Regions from separate parts of the Mus musculus genome. Here all the other regions are linked to region 4. The links are chromatin contacts, called in public Hi-C and HiChIP or PLAC-seq maps. All regions are on one chromosome and are shown on one strand. Each heading gives the region's core, a stretch centred on a gene start, on an enhancer-like site or on the middle of the called end of the contact. The rest is flanking DNA. Distances are from core to core; before and after follow the strand shown. Region 1 overlaps Zbtb20 (zinc finger and BTB domain containing 20). Region 2 overlaps Zbtb20 (zinc finger and BTB domain containing 20). Region 3 overlaps Zbtb20 (zinc finger and BTB domain containing 20). Region 4 overlaps Zbtb20 (zinc finger and BTB domain containing 20).

Evidence for each region. A called contact is a pair of places that touch in the nucleus more often than the background predicts. HiChIP or PLAC-seq counts read pairs in DNA pulled down with a chosen protein or histone mark.
Region 1: an H3K4me3 HiChIP or PLAC-seq map of forebrain shows a contact between it and region 4, with 4 times the contacts expected there. The contact joins two enhancer-like sites. A contact is called at or near these places in 4 of 484 Hi-C or Micro-C datasets (cerebellar granule neurons, cortical neurons and forebrain), 6 of 115 datasets of contacts at active chromatin or transcription factors (embryonic forebrain, forebrain, heart atrium and 3 more) and 2 of 9 other capture datasets (adipose tissue and pancreatic islet).
Region 2: a contact with region 4 is called in an H3K4me3 HiChIP or PLAC-seq map of forebrain, with 5 times the contacts expected there. The contact joins two enhancer-like sites. A contact is called at or near these places in 1 of 39 promoter capture datasets (hippocampal neurons) and 3 of 115 datasets of contacts at active chromatin or transcription factors (embryonic basal ganglia, embryonic forebrain and forebrain).
Region 3: a Hi-C map of cerebellum shows a contact between it and region 4, with 1.6 times the contacts expected there. The contact joins two enhancer-like sites. A contact is called at or near these places in 6 of 484 Hi-C or Micro-C datasets (cerebellar granule neurons, cerebellum, cortical neurons and 1 more) and 3 of 115 datasets of contacts at active chromatin or transcription factors (forebrain, neural progenitor cells and stem cell-derived neural progenitor cells).

The regions. Positions count from the first base shown.
Region 1 is chr16:43,169,029-43,173,654 of GRCm38.p6, forward strand. All of the region lies in intron 2 of Zbtb20 (zinc finger and BTB domain containing 20), which reads left to right. Among named protein-coding and RNA genes, the nearest start is that of Gm25873, 45 kb to the left of the region's middle. Within about 2 kb of position 1,828, at least 15 of the 459 cell types and tissues checked have an H3K27ac peak or open chromatin away from gene starts, as enhancers often do. A contact at or near this core is called in adipose tissue, forebrain and oligodendrocyte precursor cells, where this site is marked.
Region 2 is chr16:43,093,435-43,098,361 of GRCm38.p6, forward strand. All of the region lies in intron 2 of Zbtb20 (zinc finger and BTB domain containing 20), which reads left to right. Among named protein-coding and RNA genes, the nearest start is that of Gm25873, 30 kb to the right of the region's middle. Within about 2 kb of position 1,562, at least 12 of the 459 cell types and tissues checked have an H3K27ac peak or open chromatin away from gene starts, as enhancers often do. A contact at or near this core is called in forebrain, where this site is marked.
Region 3 is chr16:43,188,346-43,192,889 of GRCm38.p6, forward strand. The region is part of intron 2 of Zbtb20 (zinc finger and BTB domain containing 20); the gene reads left to right. Among named protein-coding and RNA genes, the nearest start is that of Gm25873, 64 kb to the left of the region's middle. Within about 2 kb of position 3,251, at least 25 of the 459 cell types and tissues checked have an H3K27ac peak or open chromatin away from gene starts, as enhancers often do. A contact at or near this core is called in cerebellum, where this site is marked.
Region 4 is chr16:43,503,406-43,508,592 of GRCm38.p6, forward strand. All of the region lies in intron 5 of Zbtb20 (zinc finger and BTB domain containing 20), which reads left to right. Among named protein-coding and RNA genes, the nearest start is that of Gm15713, 86 kb to the left of the region's middle. Within about 2 kb of position 3,131, at least 90 of the 459 cell types and tissues checked have an H3K27ac peak or open chromatin away from gene starts, as enhancers often do. A contact at or near this core is called in adipose tissue, cerebellum, forebrain and 1 more, where this site is marked.

The DNA.
Region 1 (4,626 bases), core at 578-3,077, 340 kb before region 4:
AATATGGCCAAGGTTATTAAGGTGATTTGGGGGGATGACGACCATGTGAGGAGTAGATAACAAAACTCTAGATTTGACCAGAGTATACCATATACATTTATTTAATGATTAAATTGAATTTTATAAATAATTGATGAGCATTGAAAAATAAATACTTCTAAAATGTAAAGAATGAGTAAATATAATTATATATGTACTCTTGTATTTTAGAAAGATGAATATAAAGAGACTGTCTTAACTGTGTTAGTTTGAGCTGTGAATATGTCATTCACTTAGATTAGTAACTGTTATATAACAATTGATACAAGGTTAATTATTACTTGAATTTATAAACAAGTTGACATAAAGTGCCACCGTTGGAAGGGAACTTAGAGATCTAGATCTTTCCACTTCAGACAAACAGAAGCAAAGCCCTGGTGTACCTAAATGTTAAGCAACTTGGCAAGATGGTTCAAGTGGATAATGGCAGTATTGGGCACAACAGAGACTCCTTGTGCTCATTTTAGTGTCCATATGCTACAATAGCCCCATTATTAAAGAGGCTGTAATGTGATCACATACGCTCATTCTCACTGATTTTGGACAATTCTTCATGCTTAGAGTGAAAGTGTGTGTCTTACTAGTCCCTCTCTTACTCTGTCTCCACTCTTGTATAAGGGAATAAGTTACTTTCTGGGTTGCTTCCAGACAGGAGATAAATCCATGGTTATGTAATGAGATCTCTTTATTCTAGAAACACTGTGCCACACTGTTTACTTGTGACTGACCCTTCAGTCAGATTAATATTCTAGAATTACTAGAAACTGTTCCTGTGAGACTCTGCTTCTGATTCATGTGTTCTGATAGTTTTATCTGTTAGTGTTCACAGAAGTATTATATAATCAAATTTTAAAAGTAATGGGGAAAGCTGTTGGCATTCATTAAATTCAGTGTCTGTGTTGAATGTTCTTATCTAATTTGGGAAGAAAACAAGGTATTCTTGGAATTATCCAACAGAAATCAGATCAATAACTCTTTTAAAAAGACTTTTAGGTATATGATCTGATTTCTTGAAAATAACCAAACTGTTTAGCATACTTATTTTACTTTAGTTTTAGGAAATAACCATTCTCTTTGTGTATTTGTGCTTTAAAATTACTGTACAAGAATTGGCATTTTGGCAAAATGTATCCCATAGTAGTTTAGCAGGAGTCTGTGCTCCAGTCAATTCTCAGTTCATTACCACAGTTTACATCTTGGCTTTAATAATTAAGACTTAGTTATAATAGTCTTAATAGCTATGCCTTTCACCATTGCTAATGTTTGGGAGATGAGATAACTATATGTGGTAAATCAAGGCACAATGTCTTAATTTCAATTGTAATAAAATATAGCTAATTTAGTGAACTTCATTTTCATTTCTTTGCCTGCTAAACAATTCCTCCAATGTAGTGGGATTTGTTTTGTTTGTTTAAGAATATAAAGTGAGTGATATTATACATATAATATCACTTCTAGTGCTAGAACTGATAATGGCTATCAAGGAGGCCACCCTCTTTGACTTTTAGATGAACAAACTGACACTATACAAGAAAAAGGTATTGGAAATGTGTGATTTTATAACTTGAATTTCAGCAATAGGTATATTGTTATTTTCCTAAATATAGTTGACTCTGGAGAAACAACTATTCAGTTTTACAGGTACTCTGACCCAAAAAACTAACCAACATTGTGTTTCTATGTCTAGACTATACACACTACATTAAGCCTGGTCACATGCTAGCACAGTGCAGCATGTCTGCCTGGCTGGCTTTCTAATTCTTGTCAGTTCACAGTGATGTTAAAGACCACATTGAAACCGTAAGTGACTACTGTTAAGTCTATTTCATCATTAGCTGCAAGTCTAAACAGTCACAGTAATGAGGCGGCATGGACTCTGCATGGTCTACTAAATATTTTTAGGAAGTGGAAACCCCTTCTGGAGTTCTGAGAGAAACATCACTACGAAAATGCCTTTAAAAGTACTCCAGCATAAACACTGCAGTGGAACATTTCATTAGCTTTTCGAGAACAATAAAGAAATGTGGAGCATAATAGGCTAATATGTTTAAGTGGCCTTGGTAGAACCCTACTTAACTCAGTGGGATTTTCTGCAGCATGCAGAGGTGAAAAACCATTGCCTATATATGCATTTTGTAAGACTGCCTTCTTCCTCATTGCATGCAGTGTATATCAAAGAGAAGTGACTTTCTGTCTGTAATTCTAAAATGAAGAAAATCTCAAAGGACACATTTTAGAAGCATCAATATTTAGGTGGGATGATCAGCAACCAACAGGCTAGCTTTTGGCATCCTGGATTATTGCAAGATAGAGAAGGAATAAATTGAATATTAGCATAGCCCAGCCTCCTAGAGCTTCCATTGCTATCAGAGATATAAGATCCTAAAATACACAAGAAAAAGACATGATGTAAGCCAAATCTTATTGGTTATAAATTACAAAGTCTAATTCAAGTAATGAAAAATTATTTTGCTATTTACACTTTAATTCTATCCTGCCAAAAACTTGAATGAAGTAAAATGATAATTTAATAAAAAACAAAGTGGTAATTTTTTAATGGTTTTATTAGGATTCACGTAACTACACTGAATGCAGCGCTGGCCTTGCAGTATGATCTTCTGCCAATACCTTTAGCTCTTGGAGCGTCTGCTTTCTCTAATATAAATTGGGACTCATTAGTCCTAGGGACACTGTGATCTTTGTAATTTGATTAAGCTTTTAGGGAAAAATGTAAATTCAGCATACAATTAAAATGTTTTAAGAAAGTTCAAAAAGACCTACATGAGAACAAATTAAAAGTATTAAGTATTTTCCTTTATGTAAATAAATTATCATTAAAATTCATTGAAAAGTCAGAATCCGTGTTCACATGACATTGAATTAGTGATACAAAGAAAAAAACTTTTGAATGACAGATAGCTTGAGTGGCTGAGACAGCGTATTTAAGCTGTTACGTTTGTTTCCCTTACTGTCAAACCCTATCTTCAAAAAGCTATCAACTAGTTATATTGATAGATGGAATCTGTCCTTCAATTCCAGGATGTGTTTTCTATCAAATGTTCTCTTCTTTGGTTGTTGGAGTCTATATGCAAAATAACATATAAACACAAATGTAAAACCCAGCTGTAATTGTTGCTAGCAGTTGGGGACATCATAAATTCCTTCAGAAGTAAACTTGTATTGTAAATATCACCAGAGCCACTCTGTAGGAGTGTGAAAACTCTAAACAAAACTTAGTGAAGACAGTGCATGTGGCTCTTCCTCCGCCAGAGGATCGTTTCCTAGCTACCCTACATGCTCCAGTGGAATCTCACAAAAGGCTCCAGGCTCTCCAAGTTAATCCAACAAAGAATCAAGTGGGTTTATTTTAAAATTTACCCTTAAATATGTTTGCTAGTTTTGAAATTCTGATTTTGTGCTTTGCTTGTGTAATTCAAAAACAGCTTTAGTTTAAAAACAAAAATTGGCAAAAATACTAGTGCATTATGTGTTTTAATCACGTATGGTGTTTTGAAAACGACTCAAAATTGAGAAAATTATTTCATTGTAATTACAGTTCAAATGCATGGATTTTCTTTCTCATAAATTGTGTAAAATAAAATAAAAGCAACAGACTTCTTAAATGAGTAGTATATAAATAATGAATTATATAATTATTCTATAATAAGTACAACAGCTATATAGGTGACATAATTTTTTGTTGTATGTGTTTATATCCTTTATTTAAGGGGATTTGTACTTTCCTTTCATATTAAAAATTTTAAATTATGCATAGTTCTTAGAAAATTTTATCCACTGACATGGTTAATATTCAAGCTCTATTATCAGTCAGCCAGATTTTTCTCTTTTATGGAGTTCTTTGATTGTTCCTATAAGAGCTTCTTTTTTTCTTTTCTTGGTAATATATAAACATAGAAAGAGAAGTTTCTTTGGCTCATATTACACTCATGAGACAATGATGATGCCGAAGTTCTTTTCATAATCAGGACCTTTGTAGAGATTGCCCAGGTATTCTTAGCCAAAATCTCTCTCTCATTGTACACTACTCCAGGGCAACATGTGGTGTGCCAGCTGGATGCCCTCCCTACATGCCTCAGGTGGCCACATTTCAATGGTGCCTATAGAGCACAGGCCAAATTCTCATTCTCTGTGTTAATCAGTGGGAGAATTCCCATAGAAAAAGGGATAGAAGCATATTTCAGGAAAACTCTAAGAGATTAGCCAGATGATTAGGCCAGGACATTTTAAGTTCAGATTTTATGTAGAATTTCTATGGCATTATTTTAGTTGACTGAAGAATGCTAGAAAATCTAAAGATATTTCAAATTAAAAATATCTTTTTATTACCCTATGATTTCTCTAAATTGTTTTCTTAAGATGTAGTCAGAACTCATATTGATTTGTAAACTCAAAGGCAACTGATAAACCAATTAAATTAATCTAATGGAACCATTCTCCCATAATTTTGAAAGAATCCGATTTATATCTAGTGAACTCTCATGGTAACAATCTTTTCATTCGGATTTTGTTCAGTTCCATGGACATTAAGTAAATGTATAGTATGTGTAAAGTACTATAGTAGATACT
Region 2 (4,927 bases), core at 312-2,811, 410 kb before region 4:
TTTCTATTAAATAATTTTCCCTTGTCTATTTATGTATTCCATAAATGTATACTATACCATCTTGACAATCGATTAGTTGTATACATGCAAATTAGTTACTTCTAATTTTTCTATGTTGAAAATAGAAGAATATCTTTGTATAGGTACATTAATGGACAACCCTGATAAATGAATGGTTGGTCTGAAAATTTTAGCCTTTGATGGGTTTAGAAAGGCCATTTGTGTGCATGCACACATTGATGGCTGGTCGGTACCAACCCTCCTTAAAGGGAGCTTTCTGCTCATATCACTATTGTCTGTGGGTAGAAAACTCTGTGGCCTGGAGAAAGCACTCAGTGGTTGGGGGAAGAGGGTAGAAAGTGGCCAGAAGTGAGGTCATCAAAGGTAATATTTTTGTTTCAAAACTTGTTGCATGCTGCGAAAGGCTTGAAGTATGTCCAGCTTACTTCAAAGCTAACTTGTGGTTTTTTTTTTTGTTTTGTTTTGTTTTGTTTTTTTTTTTGTTTGTTTTGTTTTTAAGCCCCGAGGGAGTGCTCACTTGGCATGGTTGAATGTCCCTGTTAGCTCAGTCAGTAGCCTGACCCCTCCAGCACCCCGGCTTCTTCTGTGATTGAGACCACTTAGTCATACTAATCATTGCATGCAGAAAATACATAAAAGATTTGTATTCATCACTCAATATGTTTTGCTGCTCAAGTGTCATGAAACATTCAGGGTGTATTAACTGGCAGATGCACACCTGGAGTATGTTCTTAGCTTTAGAAACTGCTAATTTAAAAAAATCAAATATTTAATTTTGAGGGAAAAATCAGTTTTGGATTTTGAGCATATATATCATCTTTCATTTTGGCCCAATTAACCCAGCAGGTGTGTGTAAATTAGGTCACTACTTTGTCACCGTGGTAACATGCATTGGGGAGGTGGATCTTAACCACCTCCAGCACAGGTGATGTTGGCTGAGTTAGTATTAAGAGGTGCTTTTAAAACAAACACAGAGAATTTAATATGATAGAGTGGGAAAAGGTGGTTTGACACTGGGTACTGACAGTACTCTATGACACAAAAACAAGTGCTGCCTGAAATCTCCATTAACAAGAAGGTTTAATGAGCCTGAGAATCAGAAATGTTGTGTGAAACTTACTCAGAGTCTCTCTGAAAGGACAGATGCTATAGTACCATGAGGTGATGAGTTTGTTGTTTCTCATGAAACAAGGGATTTGGGGATCAGTTGTAAGGCCTCTAGAAGTTAAAACTGGTTTCAGAAATAAGTCTTGGTTTTGAGAATGTCTCTGAGTGTCTGGAATCTAGTCAAAACCTAGAGGTGTTGTTTCGGTTTTTGTTTGCAACGAGAGGGTCTGATTCTTTCTTTTGTGTGCTCTATTTTAATCAATATTCATAGTTGCTCATGGGGTAAAGCATTGGCAGAGTTGGTCTCTGCCAGCACCCCAGCACTGATACTGTCTCTAACTCCGGCGTCCCACCAGGTGGAAAATCAGACATGCCTCAAGATCGCATGTAGTGCCTGTGCAATCTGTTTGGCTGTCGAAGGCTCCAAATCATGTGGGCATTCTGCAGCCCTACAGAGTGATAGAATTTCCTCACTTATCACTGACAAGTTCACACCTCTTTTGGTCATTAAAATTGTAAATGTGTATTATCAAGATGCTAAAAGCAGGCTGATGATATACAACCCACTTCTAAGGAAATGTGTCTTCCTGGGCAGTTTGAGCTCCTGCTCACTGATGCTGCTGTCCCCACCTGCCTTTGCTGCTCCATATGTTATTTTATAGCTTTCAGTTGCCCTTCTGTCCTGCCCAACGTTTGTATTACTTATTGTAATTGAAGCATTTTTATTCCATTGATTTTTGATAATATTTTTCCAGTGGCATTTAAGAAACTTGAATTCCCTTTGCGTTTTCTTTTTTTTTTTTTAACTTGGTTGTGACCACAGCATTATTGCTTATTTTGTATGTTTTCAATAGTTAATATTTATAAAACACTGAGCAAACTCTCTGAGATTGCTTTCTATAATCTCCCTTTCTGTGAATCAAGAATGAGAGTTACTAAGAGAAGAGACACAGCAAGTCACCTTCTCAGAATGTTAGTGTATTTACTAGGTGGGAGAGTCAAGGGTCTGTGATTTTCAGGTTTGTTTCTCTTTTTCATTACCCAAGAGCCCTGCAGGCTTGGAGACTCACAAAGGGACACCAGGGCTGAGTGGGGGAGCAGTTGCCTCAAGTGCTCTTTACTTAGAAGATGTCTTGCATGGACGTCCTCCTTACGTTCAAGTCGTCTTCCCATTAACTCCCCAGTGGAGTTGGAAACCATTTATTTTGAAGAAATGTTTATTACAAAAAAGCCCTGAAGTCTTAAGGAAATCTATTAACCTGGTAAGATAAGAAAGAGCCTGTATTGTACACTTAAGAACAGCCTCCCACATTCTAAGACCTGGTCCATTCAGGAGAAAAGTGAATGTCAGTACAAATGATTGGAATGGAAATTTTACCAGAGCAGGATCCCAGCCTGTTCCAGACATGGGATACCAAACAAAATACAAGGATTGAGTTAGCAAATCTAATAAAACTAATAAAGGAACTTATGATAGAATCAGGGAACTTGGACCCAAATTGAGGTAACCAAGCAGGGGGTGGGGTACAGACATTTGAAGAGAGGAGTTTCTTTCATTGTTTGATGAAATAATTTTTACCCCCTTTAAGTAGCATGTTAAAAAAGAAAGAGAGGTTGGTGTGACTGAGACAAAGAGCTCACAGTCACAGAACTGGTTGGTTTTATACCTTCCTTTACTGAGCATTGTCCTTCAGTACAATGCAGAGCCATTTCTTTGTTCTCACAAGCTAGCAGTTAAATTGTATGTAAATGTATGCAAATTAGATGCTGTCTAATAAAGAAAGTCATTAGATGGAAGAAATATTTAGTTTAGAAAAAAAAGCAGGTGTATTGTGTAAAAGAAAATGTAACACTACAAAAAAGCCCAAAATTCTGTGGACAGTTATAGGAAAAAATTATTAAAATAGATTTTTAAAGACTTACGTCTTCTTGACCTTTCCTTTGTGCTTATATATGTGTGCTTGTTTTTAAAATATTTACATATAAAACTAGAGGACTGGCTTCTTTCCCAGAATTACTGGAAGCACCTTCACCAGGAACATTTGGACTTGAATAATCTCCACAGCAGCATTTTTCCTTGAATTAAATGAAATGCAGAATGAACTATTTTCCCAGGAAGAAGCTGCTCTTTAGGTTGATACAGGCCTCATGGTCTTATGATAGATGCCTTACAACAGGCCATGATAGTTATTCTTCGTTCACCTTTGAGGAGTGAGAATTCTATGTCCATTCCAGCCTCTGAAAAATTCCTTAAAAGATACTTAAACCATAAGGTTCTTGTGAGAAGCCTGCAGTTTTCATGATCAGTGCTGTGTTCAGTATGTAGTAAGTACAATGACATGTACTCACTAGACACTACTGTTTTGCTTTGAGTGACTAAATGTTATTCATTTTTTGATCACACACATGGTTGTGGGTGTCAAATACCTTTGTAATCTCAGGAATACAGGTAGTGAAGCAGCCCCCCACCCAGGCTTGTACGTAGCACTTGTATGGTCAATGCTTACTGGAAACAGAGAGTCTCGCTATTCAGTTTCCTCAATTCAACTATGACAAAAATGTGGTGTGCTCATGACATGCATCTCTCAAGTGATGTTTGTGGGGTAAGAACAGACATAACTAAAAGATCTGTATATATAAACGCTTAATACAGAGAAGACTACAATAAACAGTACAAGAAAGATGAGGCAGGATCTCAAAGATGGTTTAGAGGACAGGAGGATTGAACTAAAAGCTAGCAAAGAACAGTTAGTCAACTATGATGCGGTAGAGAAAAGCAGGCTTGCAAAATTCTCACCTTGCATTCCCAAATTAGTAGAAATATAGCAGGTTTTCTTCTATTTTCTTGTGAATTTCCAGGAACAGCTTGACTTTAACCTCTGTGGAAATACAAATGAGAACCATGATGGATACAATAATTACCAAAGTAAAATTATAATTCTAACTCATATTTATAATCATATTCAGTCATTGACTGAGAAACAAGGAAAGTTAAGCAAAAAGACTTCATAGTTTTTTTGATTTGAAGTCATTATAAATATAAAATTTATTACTCAATCTATGATTCTGTCCATGGTGTGAAATGTGTTTTGGTAGTGCCAGGCTTAGGGATGCCTCAATTATGACTACTAGCATCTAGTTGACAGAATATTTGTTAAGCTGTTATCTTATTACAATGGCAGCCCTTGAGCTATCATACTCCATGTTCCTCCCATACTCCATTAATACGAGGGAGTAAGGTTATGAACACTAAATCTCTTTGCTGAGGTCACAAAGTACATGGCCCTACCAGATTTCCCTGGTAAGTTGTCTAGTTCTTTCTCATTTGAACAGAAGCAGCATCTATCTTCAATTCTGATTTTATCTCCTAGGGTTTGGTTTTCCTTGGATTTGGTGTCTTATTCTCATTTTTGTCCCACTGTCATATCCATGGAATATCAACGATTGAGTAGAGGGAGTCATAGATGGGAAAAAAAATCGAACATTTTGGCAACTGAGAATGAAACTAGAAACCATATGGGCTTGTGGACTGAAAGAATTTGAATATGCTTCCTTGACTTTAGAATTAAAGAACAGATTTCAATGTGGAGGTACAAGATGTGTTGCATTGAACTAATCTTGGAGGTAACCAAAGGGCTGAGGGACTAACAGCTTCTGATATTACTTAGTGCTTATTATTGTTATTATTATTATTTCTTTTTAATTATGCAAAGTGCTAATCAGTTTGATTATGCACAGTGCTAATCAGGTTAATTATGCAAAGTGCTAATCAGTTCTTCTTGAAGCACACGAGGAGAGC
Region 3 (4,544 bases), core at 2,001-4,500, 310 kb before region 4:
AATGTGCCTACAGAAAAAGAATAAATTGATAACTTGAACTTCAACAAAATTAAGAATTTGTGAGTTTCATCATAGAAATCAGATGATAAAACACAGATAAAAAAACAGACACAAGATTTTTAATAGATTGACAAGTCATCCTTTTAACATAATTGTTATGGTTATTTATAAATCATAAATTATCTCATAATATATTTGGAAATATTCCATGGTATGATAAAAAAATCCATTTTAAACTGTCAATATTTTGAATATATATTTCCCTGAAGAAGAAATAGAAAGTGCCATAAAAACAGGAAAAGATGCCCAACATGATTAAACGTAGGGAAAAGTAAATTTAAACCAGAAGATACCAATTCATACTCCTGTGTTAGTTATAGTTCTGCTTTTTAAGGCATTTACAATATCCTTTAAGATACAGAAAATAGAACCATCCAACCCAGCTAGTGTGAGTGCAACATTGAATATTTTATTTCAAGTATGTAGTAAATTTCTTAACAATGAAAATAAATGAAATCTGAGAGCCGAATAATTCCACCTCTCAGTGCATTCCAAAGATATATATATATATATATATATATATATATATATATATATATAATTTGTATAGAATATATATGTTTCAGCTGACAAATTGACATAAAAATGTGATGCACTATATAAACTCCATTCAGCAGCTAAAATATATGGAGGCAATCTGAACTGTGACAATTTCTTAAACTGTATTGTGTTTATTGTTGAATAACTATGAATGTACTAAAAATTATTGATAGTAAGGATAATATGTTATGGGTAGTTTTGATTGTCTTTTTGACACAATGTAGAATCACCTTGGAAATGAGTCTCAATGAGAAATTCCCTAGATTAAGTTGGCCTGAGGTTATTCCTATGAGGGATTTTCTAAATTTGTGTCCCTGGGGTTTACTGTGAATTTGGACTGTACTATTCTTGGGTTGGGCCCCAGGGTTAATGCAGTCTAGAGTGCCTGTAGTGTTAGCATGCATGTATTGATTCGTGGTTCCTGTCTGTGGATGAACTATGACTAGCTACTTCAGGTTCCTGCTCCTTCGTCTTCCCTATGATAATGGACTGTAATTTGGGATTGTAAGCTAAATGAACCCTGTCTTTCTAAGTTGATTGTGTCAGTGTTTTCTTTCCCAGGAACAGGAGATGAAAGTCAGACATATGTTCTATAAGTTATGCTATTATATAGTGCTAAGATAAAAGTGTTTATTAAAAGTATAAAATGGCGGTTATCTCTTAACCCAGTAACCAAGGTTACCATCCTCAGTTATGTGTCATGTTGACAGCATGCACTGCCTAATATTATAATAATAAATCTTTTTGTATGCAATTTGGTAAGTCATAATTCCAGTTTATTCATGAAAAAGTACTAGCAAGTATTAGTTCAATAACTGAAAATAATGAAAAACAAGCAAAAAAAGACAAAGACCAGAGAAACTATGGACACATGGAAAAGCCATGCAGTTGGACATTCGGAATGGGATTCTTGGAATATAAGAAAGATAATCATGGAAGAGCTGATATTACTTGACATCAATAGACCATTTACTAACATTAAAGAATCGTTTTATTTCAGGTGTGAAAAAAGTCAGTTATGTTTACAAAAAGTTACCTTTTAGGGATCATAGTAAATCCTCAATGGGTGAGTGATATGCTATCTGGCATTGCCTTGTAAATGATCTGGTAGAAGAAACACTGGCAGAGACGAGGTGGAAAATGTGTGCGCGGGCAGTACGTGCATGCAACCCCCTCACTGTACATTTTACTCTCCATGTGTTCAAAATTTTCCATAACGATTTTTTCAAAAGGAAAATTCAACTGAAAAGCAAATTTCTCTATTAACATTCTATGCTGACCACAGTCACTCACATCATGTGTCTTTCAAGAGTCAAGTATGTACAGTGTCAAAGTTAATAAGCCGTAAAAGATCTACTGAACATGCAAAAATAACCCAAGCAAAGATTAAAATCAGGGCCAAATACTCGGGAGGACATTAGGACAAGTGCTTGGGTTAACAAACCTCCTAGCTGGGGTTCTGCTTGTTTTTCCCTTGAAGCTCTGGGGCCTACTCATAAGTGGATGGATATCTCAATGCCTATCTATGTGAGGATTTGGAAATGAGGTAGACTGTGGTTAGAAGACACCTTTGTTCCTGTTCAGTGCTGGGACCCAAGGGGTTTCACCACTCTGTGGTTTTGCTGTTTGAGTAAGGGCTTTGTGTGTGGCCTTGTGACTTGTAGAGTGGTCAGATGCCTCATTTGCTGCTTCTTAGAGTCTGTAGAGCATGTAGTGCAAAGTACTGCGCTGTTTCACTGAAGGCTGTGTGCAGAAAGAATCCTTCTCCAGGACTTCCTGATTTACACTGACCCCACTGTATCATTGGCTACTGACTCTACTCTCTAAATCCTCATAGTTTTACTCTTCTTAGAACATTTGCCAACAGTGTTCATGTCACTATTGCCTAAGATTCATTTTTTAAAAGAGTTTAGAAACTGATGTGTCAGGAGAAATTCTTATTCACAACACATGCTTCGTAGATCTGTTTTTAAGGTGGATTTAGATCTATCTTTAAGGTAGATTCCATGCACAGTTGTGAACATGAAAGCTGGAAGATGAAAAGCAGAGGAGGGCAGCTCTAATACCCTCTTCTGATTTTTCTGCTCCTCCATCTCAGTGTGTCCTCAGAGTTTTGCCCTTTGCTTAATGATCTGCCTTCAAGCAATTTCTACCTAATATTGCGCCCTACTGCTAACTGACAGAGCTAATAGTTTGTTCATGTGGCAATGAAGAGGAGCAGTATTCATATCAAAGACAACTGGTCCCACTTCCAGGTCCATCTTTGGGCCAAGATACGTAGTCGCCAACAGTGAGTTGGCGACTGTATTTTTCGAGTCCTGGCGCAAAGCAAGATCCATCTGTTTTGCCCAGCCGTTTGCCTGAGTACCACAGAACAGTCCTGTTATTAGGCTTATTTGTGGTCCTATTTGAGGTTAGGCATAATGTAAATAAACTTCAGTCCTCCTTGTGATGAATGCAGCCCAGGAATTAAAAGTGGTGGTATTGGGAGTGTAAGTGGGGCTGTGTCTGCTTGCTCACTGCTCTGCTTTCTTTGCATGGAGAAAGAGACATTTAAGAATGAGTTTGTCATCTGGAAGGATAGTTGTGACCAAGTTTCCCTCAACAGGATACAAGATGTTATTTTTGAGCTTCATTACCCTCACCAGAGAGAGGGAGAGAGAAAGAGACAGAAATGGAGAAGACAGCCAGTCAGAGAGGCCAGGGAGGGAGGGAGGGAGTGTGTGACTTCATGCGTCTCTTCACAGTGGACTTTATGAATTTGAATGGTTTCCTTTACTCCACATCTGCTGGGTTGAGGAAAAGGGAATCTGACAGAACTGAACTGCTGCTTCTCAGTTAAATCGGCTAAGTGTGTCTATTTGATCTGATTCCACTCACCTTTCCTGCTCCAAGCCACACAATGAGTCTGTTTCACTGGCCACATTTTGTTGGTGAGAACAATACCAGGTGGGATTCAGATTTATCTAGAAATGGACATTTTTTGTGTTTCTGAATCATTTATCAGGGGTTATTGTTATTCCATATAATTTTTGAGCACAGTTATTTTTGTCAGTGTCTTTCATGAATGTTTGGTTGCCTTATAAGGATCTCTGTGCTCTCCCCTCCTCTCATTCAGTTGTCCCTGGTGACGCCTCCATAATTTCTGTCTTTACACTGGTGCATTTTTAGTCTAATTCAGGCATTTGGGAAGCAGAGGGAAAGTTTAGTAAGTCAGTCAGTATTTTTTTTCTAAAATCTAATCCCATTCATGGGTGGTTTTAGTATGAATTATGAGCAAGTTTGCATTTAAAATGTATGTACATCAAATAGACACATTGCTCAAATTATTCTTCCATATATTTCAAAGAAAAACAGGATCTGCAAGTGAGAACCAGATGCATTTTCTAATAATAGGTGCAATTTCAGGGGTGATTTATGATTATGATCTCTTATGTGGAAATATTAAAATATTACTTTGCATTATGTGAGGGTCAGACATAAACCTACAACAATCAGGGCAAAAATATATATTTAAAATACTGCAGTATAGTAAAATAAGGAAGATAATTATGATAGCTCCATTTAACATTTTAAAATACCTTTTTCTAAATACTTATGTGTTAGTTATTTGAAGCTAAAAATAGGAATGACTTAATGTAGTATATATGTGACTCTTTTATTGCTAGTACTTGTAGAGGATGATGTTGGAAGAAAAGATTGAAAAAGAAACAGTAGGATGTTTTAAGCCCAAAGTTGTGGGATACAATTGAGAACTGAATGTTTGGACTCTTAATTTGAAGATTAAAGGTTTTTTTTTTAAGCAGACATTTAAACCAGGATGTCTCAGTCATAATTTTCAACCCTTATGACCTTCCCATGTTACATTGGTGACAGGATGGTACACAAAGTACAGTATGATGTGCAGTGGGGCACAGGCAGCCCCTAATGCAGTGCGGTAGGCA
Region 4 (5,187 bases), core at 1,881-4,380:
AAACGTGGTCTGCTTGCTGATGGCAGAATGGCACTCGGAGATTTGTGCATTGTGTCTGGTTTCCTACGGGCAGGCTGACCCAGTGCCTCCAGGGACTTATCAATAGACCACTCAGAAGAGACACAGACAGGAGAGAGGAGGAGGGGTGGGGGGAGAGAGAGAGAATCAATATCAAGAATAGAAGGAGCTCCGAAGCCATTTTTTTTTTAAAGAAGTATCGGGACTTGGGAGAGGGTGACAAAGAAGGTTTTTCAAAGAGGCAGTGGAGGAGGTTCTAATAAATTTGGAAGGAAACAGTTCCCTGTCTTGGGAAAAGGAGAACTCCTGACTGATTAGCATTCACACCAGGTATGAGATGTTCTACCCCTTATCACTGTGTCGCAACCGAGGTGGAAAGGCTTTTTTTTAAGGAGACTGAGGGAGCATGTATTTTGCTGTGTTTGTTGTTGGGGGGTAAGAGGGGCGGCGTGAGAGGCTGTGGGCATTTGTGTATGGGAGCAGGGAGAATGGAAGCAGTACACGGGGGTGGGAGAGAGTGTGGAGTGTGTTACTGTCTTCCCTGTCTTTGTGCACCCCTGGGGGGTACCCAAGTTCATTTCTAGCAGGTGGATTTAGACAGGAGTTACTTAACGCTTGACCGCCAGTTTTGAAAAAAAAAAAAAGAAAAAGAAAAGAAAGAAAGAAAAAGAAAAAAAAACGCTGCTTCCTATGTCTGCTAAAAGGAAGCTCCAATTTCTCCTCTCTCTCTCTCTCTCTCTCTCTCTCTCTCTCTCTCTCTCTCTCTCTCTCTCTCTCTCTCTCTCTCTCTCTCCCCTTCTCCCTCTCTGTCTCTCCCTCTCCCCCATCCGTCTTCCCCTCTCTCTTCTTTTTTTCCTCTTCTAACCAGACAGCGGGAGGGTTCCTGGCTCCCAGCCAGCCCAAAAGCCTCTAAGTGTTTTGCACTTGTTTCAGGGAGTAGCTGCCCGGGGATTTTTCAGCATTTTCACTGGAGAACAAAGAGTTCTTTACAAAGGGAAGGGGGGGCTTAATGTCTGATATATGTTTTTCTATTTTTATTAGTTTTTTTGCCTAAAAAAGAAAGAGTCAGGAACAGAACATTACTCTATAAAAACACAAAGACATTCAAAAGAAAGCTAGTTATCTTTTCTCTCCATCACCCCTACATATATACATGAAAAATTAAAAGGAATGACTAATTAAGTTGGCTGTGTTGCTCTTTTCTCCTCCTCTAGTCTTTCTAAATTCAACTGCTCCTCTGCCCGCTTTGCTGTTCTTTCCCTACTCACTGCAAAAGTTGCTCAGGGTGCATCTTCCCTTAGCATGTCTGTTCCATTTTTGTGTCCCTGAAATCTTGTGGAAGAAAGAATGAGAGTCCATCAAATAATTGATTTAGGGGCAAGAACATCCTCTACTTTTGCCACTTTTTTGGGTAAAAAGTTAATTATGGAATTGGAGCTCCCAAAATACCAGTGGGGTACATCAGCTCATTTGATCTCCCAAGTTTTTGCATCCATCTGTGTAAAGGGCATCTCTGTGTCACTTGTCAGTTATAAAGGAGAGGTAGTAAGGGAGTAGGTGTTTATATTTTGTTTCTATGATATAAATTACCAAACTCCCAGAGACATTACTTGTCCCATCTATGATATATTAGTTCAAGCAAAATGTAGTCTAGACGGAGGTTTTCTCAACAATTCTGATTGCCATGTAGCTTTGTATTCTGTTTGATGTTTTGCCTATGCGTATGTATTTCCACTATGAATTTGTGTTTGTAGTAAACATTCTAGAATGCTTATCACTTTCAAATTAATCCTCTAACAAAAGAAAAGAGAAATCAGGACGGGAACTGTATGAGCAAAGTATAGTAAACAGTTTATCTTTTAATACATGCTGTACATTTTATATTTTTATACTAATATCCTTAACTTATAATCCCAGGGAAATGCTTTCTTTCTGAAAGTTCTGCTCTTAATGTGTTTATATTTTGAGTGTCGTTTGGTAATCATTTGAGGTACATAATGGACACTAAACTGAGCAGAGGGGAAATAGCTACAAGCGCCACCACAAAACCCTGAAAATGCAGACTAGGCTGAGCACCTAAGTGTGGCTCAGAGGGAAACAACTACAACAGTTGTCCACGAGTCAGAAACTCTCTCCTCCTCTTCCTCCCATTTATGGAAAAATAAAACTCATTCATTATCCCTGGGGCCGGACACTATAAGAAAAACTAGAGGTACATATATTTTCCCATGTGTATGAACTGTACGTCTATCTGTGTTTCTAAAGGGCACAGTGCTTATGGGGCAGAGGGCAACGCCTCACTAGTCAGCCCTCCTGGCTGGGAGGGCTGAATGCCTTGTGTTTGAAGTAACTTGATAACAAGGGGTCTTTTCGGGAACCCGTCTATGTGTGTGCTCCTTCAGTAATGACCCTCAAATTAAGCCTGGCACTGGGTGGCCAAGCTAGTACTTGACCTCATGGGAAGATACTAGAAGTAAGGGAAGTCTGGGCAAATCCAAAATTTCTAGGGCCGGTCACTTGTCACAGTTGCATGTTTTCTTGCGGGAAATTCTTGAATTCCACTCAAAAGTCTATATTTTTGTAGAATTTGTAAACGATCCTAAAATGAAAGTCACTCACCAAAAATAAAAGAAACTAAGTCTTTAAAAAGTTTTAGCTTAAAGGCAAGAGGCTTGGGGATTTTTTTCTGCCCTTGCTCCCCACCCCAGCCCCCACACATACTTTGCTTGGTTTCTTTTTCTTTTCTTCTCTTTTTTTCCCCTCTCCTGAATCCTTTTGTTACTGCAGCTGTTGTACCTGCATATTTGGTTTGTGTGTGTGAGTGTCCTCTCCTCACCCTTCATCTCTCTCCCTGTCTGCTGTTTGGGGTGGCCAGAGGATTTTCTGAGAGGGACAGAGGGAGGACTGGAAGAGGAAGAGGCTGTTGCTGAATGCAGCAGTACCCCCCCCCCCAAGTCAGGCAGCCCCGTCAGCTAGCTGTGCTGGGAGAGTACAGTGAGAGGTGATAGCTGTCATTCTGGGATTCTTCGTAGGTCTGACCTGAGAGTAACACACTCAACAGTCGAGGAGAAAGGGGAACATAGAGGAGGAAGAAAGAAACGCTCTTTGAGCTGGAATACACTGGCCCTTTCTTCCTGGAGGCAATCCGCTCTGGTTCTTGGCGACGTGTCCTGCACTATCAGATATCATATGACTTTTTATTTAGATTTCTTTTTGGAGAATGGCCTGTTAGGACTCTGTTTGTTTTCTTTTATTTAATTTCCTTCTCCCTTCACCCGCTAGTTTTGTGTATCTGTGTGTCAGAGTGTGTGCACGCATGCATATGTGTGTGCAGTTTTTATCTTTGTTTTTGTTCTGTTGATCGGATGCTTTATTTAAGGACAAAGCTTTAATTATTTCAGTATAGTGGTTTAATCATTTGCCAAAAAGAAACCTCATTCCAGGCTTTTGGGGGCTTGGGGTCCATTTTTAAACACATCCATTAACCCAGGAGGCTGCAGCTCCTGATGCCTGCTGGTCAGACCTTGGCCCACTCCCCCACCCTCACTTACCCCTCCTCCTCAGCAGCGTGCACAGCAGCGTGAGGTAGGAAACACCTGTGCGGAGTTGTGAGGGAAATAAAAGTAGAGGCAACTTCTTCAAATCTGGGCTCCTGCTTTCACTTTAATAAACTTTTTTTTCCGATCTTTGATTTTTTTTTTCTTTTCTTTTTGGCACCCTCTGTTGAGCTTGAAAACATCAGAGATAGTTAAGGATATGTCCGTGGCGCTTTTGTGAGGCCAGCTGAGCACCACTGGAAAGTGGAGCAGGAGTTGCAATCTATTCAGAGACTTAAGATTAAGTAAGAGATTTAAATAAGGTCTTTGAGATCTGTGCGCTGCTCGGTCAGGGTTTGGTGATAGGTGGTAGATGGGGTATTTAGGGTATTCAAGGCAGGGAGAGAGAAAATCCCAAACTGGAGAAAGACGAGCAGTTTTGCTGCAATTAGTACTTTTAAAACCTTAACTCAATCGAATTTTTATTTTATGTATCTCAAAATTTAGCTGACCAATATGTGATCAGCTATCTTTCCATGCTTGCTGTGCAATTATACTGACAATTCTTGCTGAATTTACCCTATAATTTCATGTATTTTTTTAGTTTTGGAGAGTTCAGATTTTAGTTAGAAAAAAAAAAAGCATAACTTCTCTCGATATGCCTAAAGTGGTCTATACATTATTCTTGCCATACTGAACATACTAGATTCTGATTGTATGTGTATGTTTTTGTGTTACAACACACAAGACTGCCTTAAAGACTCAGGTGACCGCTACATCCTTCAGACCTGTAGATTTTAGCTTCTTGTTACTTGTTCTGAAATTATTTTTCATGGACCTTTAATGTGCAATGTCTTTTTTTTTTATAACCAATTGTGAGTTTTGTTGAAACTTGAAGAGAAATTTATTCCACCCCTTTAAGAGTACCCAAAAGGGAAGGGAGAACTATTCTCTTTCAGCTCAAAAAAAAAATTTTTTTTAGAAACCTTTTTCCCCCAACGGAAAACTCCAAAACAGCTCTGTCTCAGAACGTTAAACTTGGCATGGGTAAGAAATGTGAGTTTTGCTTTGTTTGAGGAAATTTGTTTTCGAGACAACAATGTTATAAATATTTTTAAATTGCCTGCTGAGCATGCGCTGTCTCTGACTTTATTCATAGTTTTAAATACACACCAATGCAATCTTCTGAATGGCCACAGGTAAGGCTGTCGGTTTGTGGGATTCTTCTCTGAGGCACCTTCAGTGAGTCTCCTCAGTTTTCCAGAAGGGAAAGGGGCAGGAGCTGAGCTCAGACCTGGATACCCTTCTAACTATCCTAGAGAAAAAGTGAATTGCCCTCTAAGGCTTGCACACTGTACTTAGGGTAAGTACTATTCAACTTTTCTTTCCTGTATGAGTTGCCTGCCTTAACTTTCTGGCTTATTACTAGCAGAGTAAATGGGGAAATTTTTTAACTCAAGGAGGAATTTGCCTGAAACAGAAGATTTGCAGATTTAAGGGCATCTATTGTGCATAAATTTAGGGATCCGCGAATTTGCCAGTAAAATGCTAGCAGCTCAGTGCTTACAGAGCAAAGATGTGCTAGTCTGAACATGTCTGAGCTCATCTGGAATCGAAAGCTAAATCTAGGTGG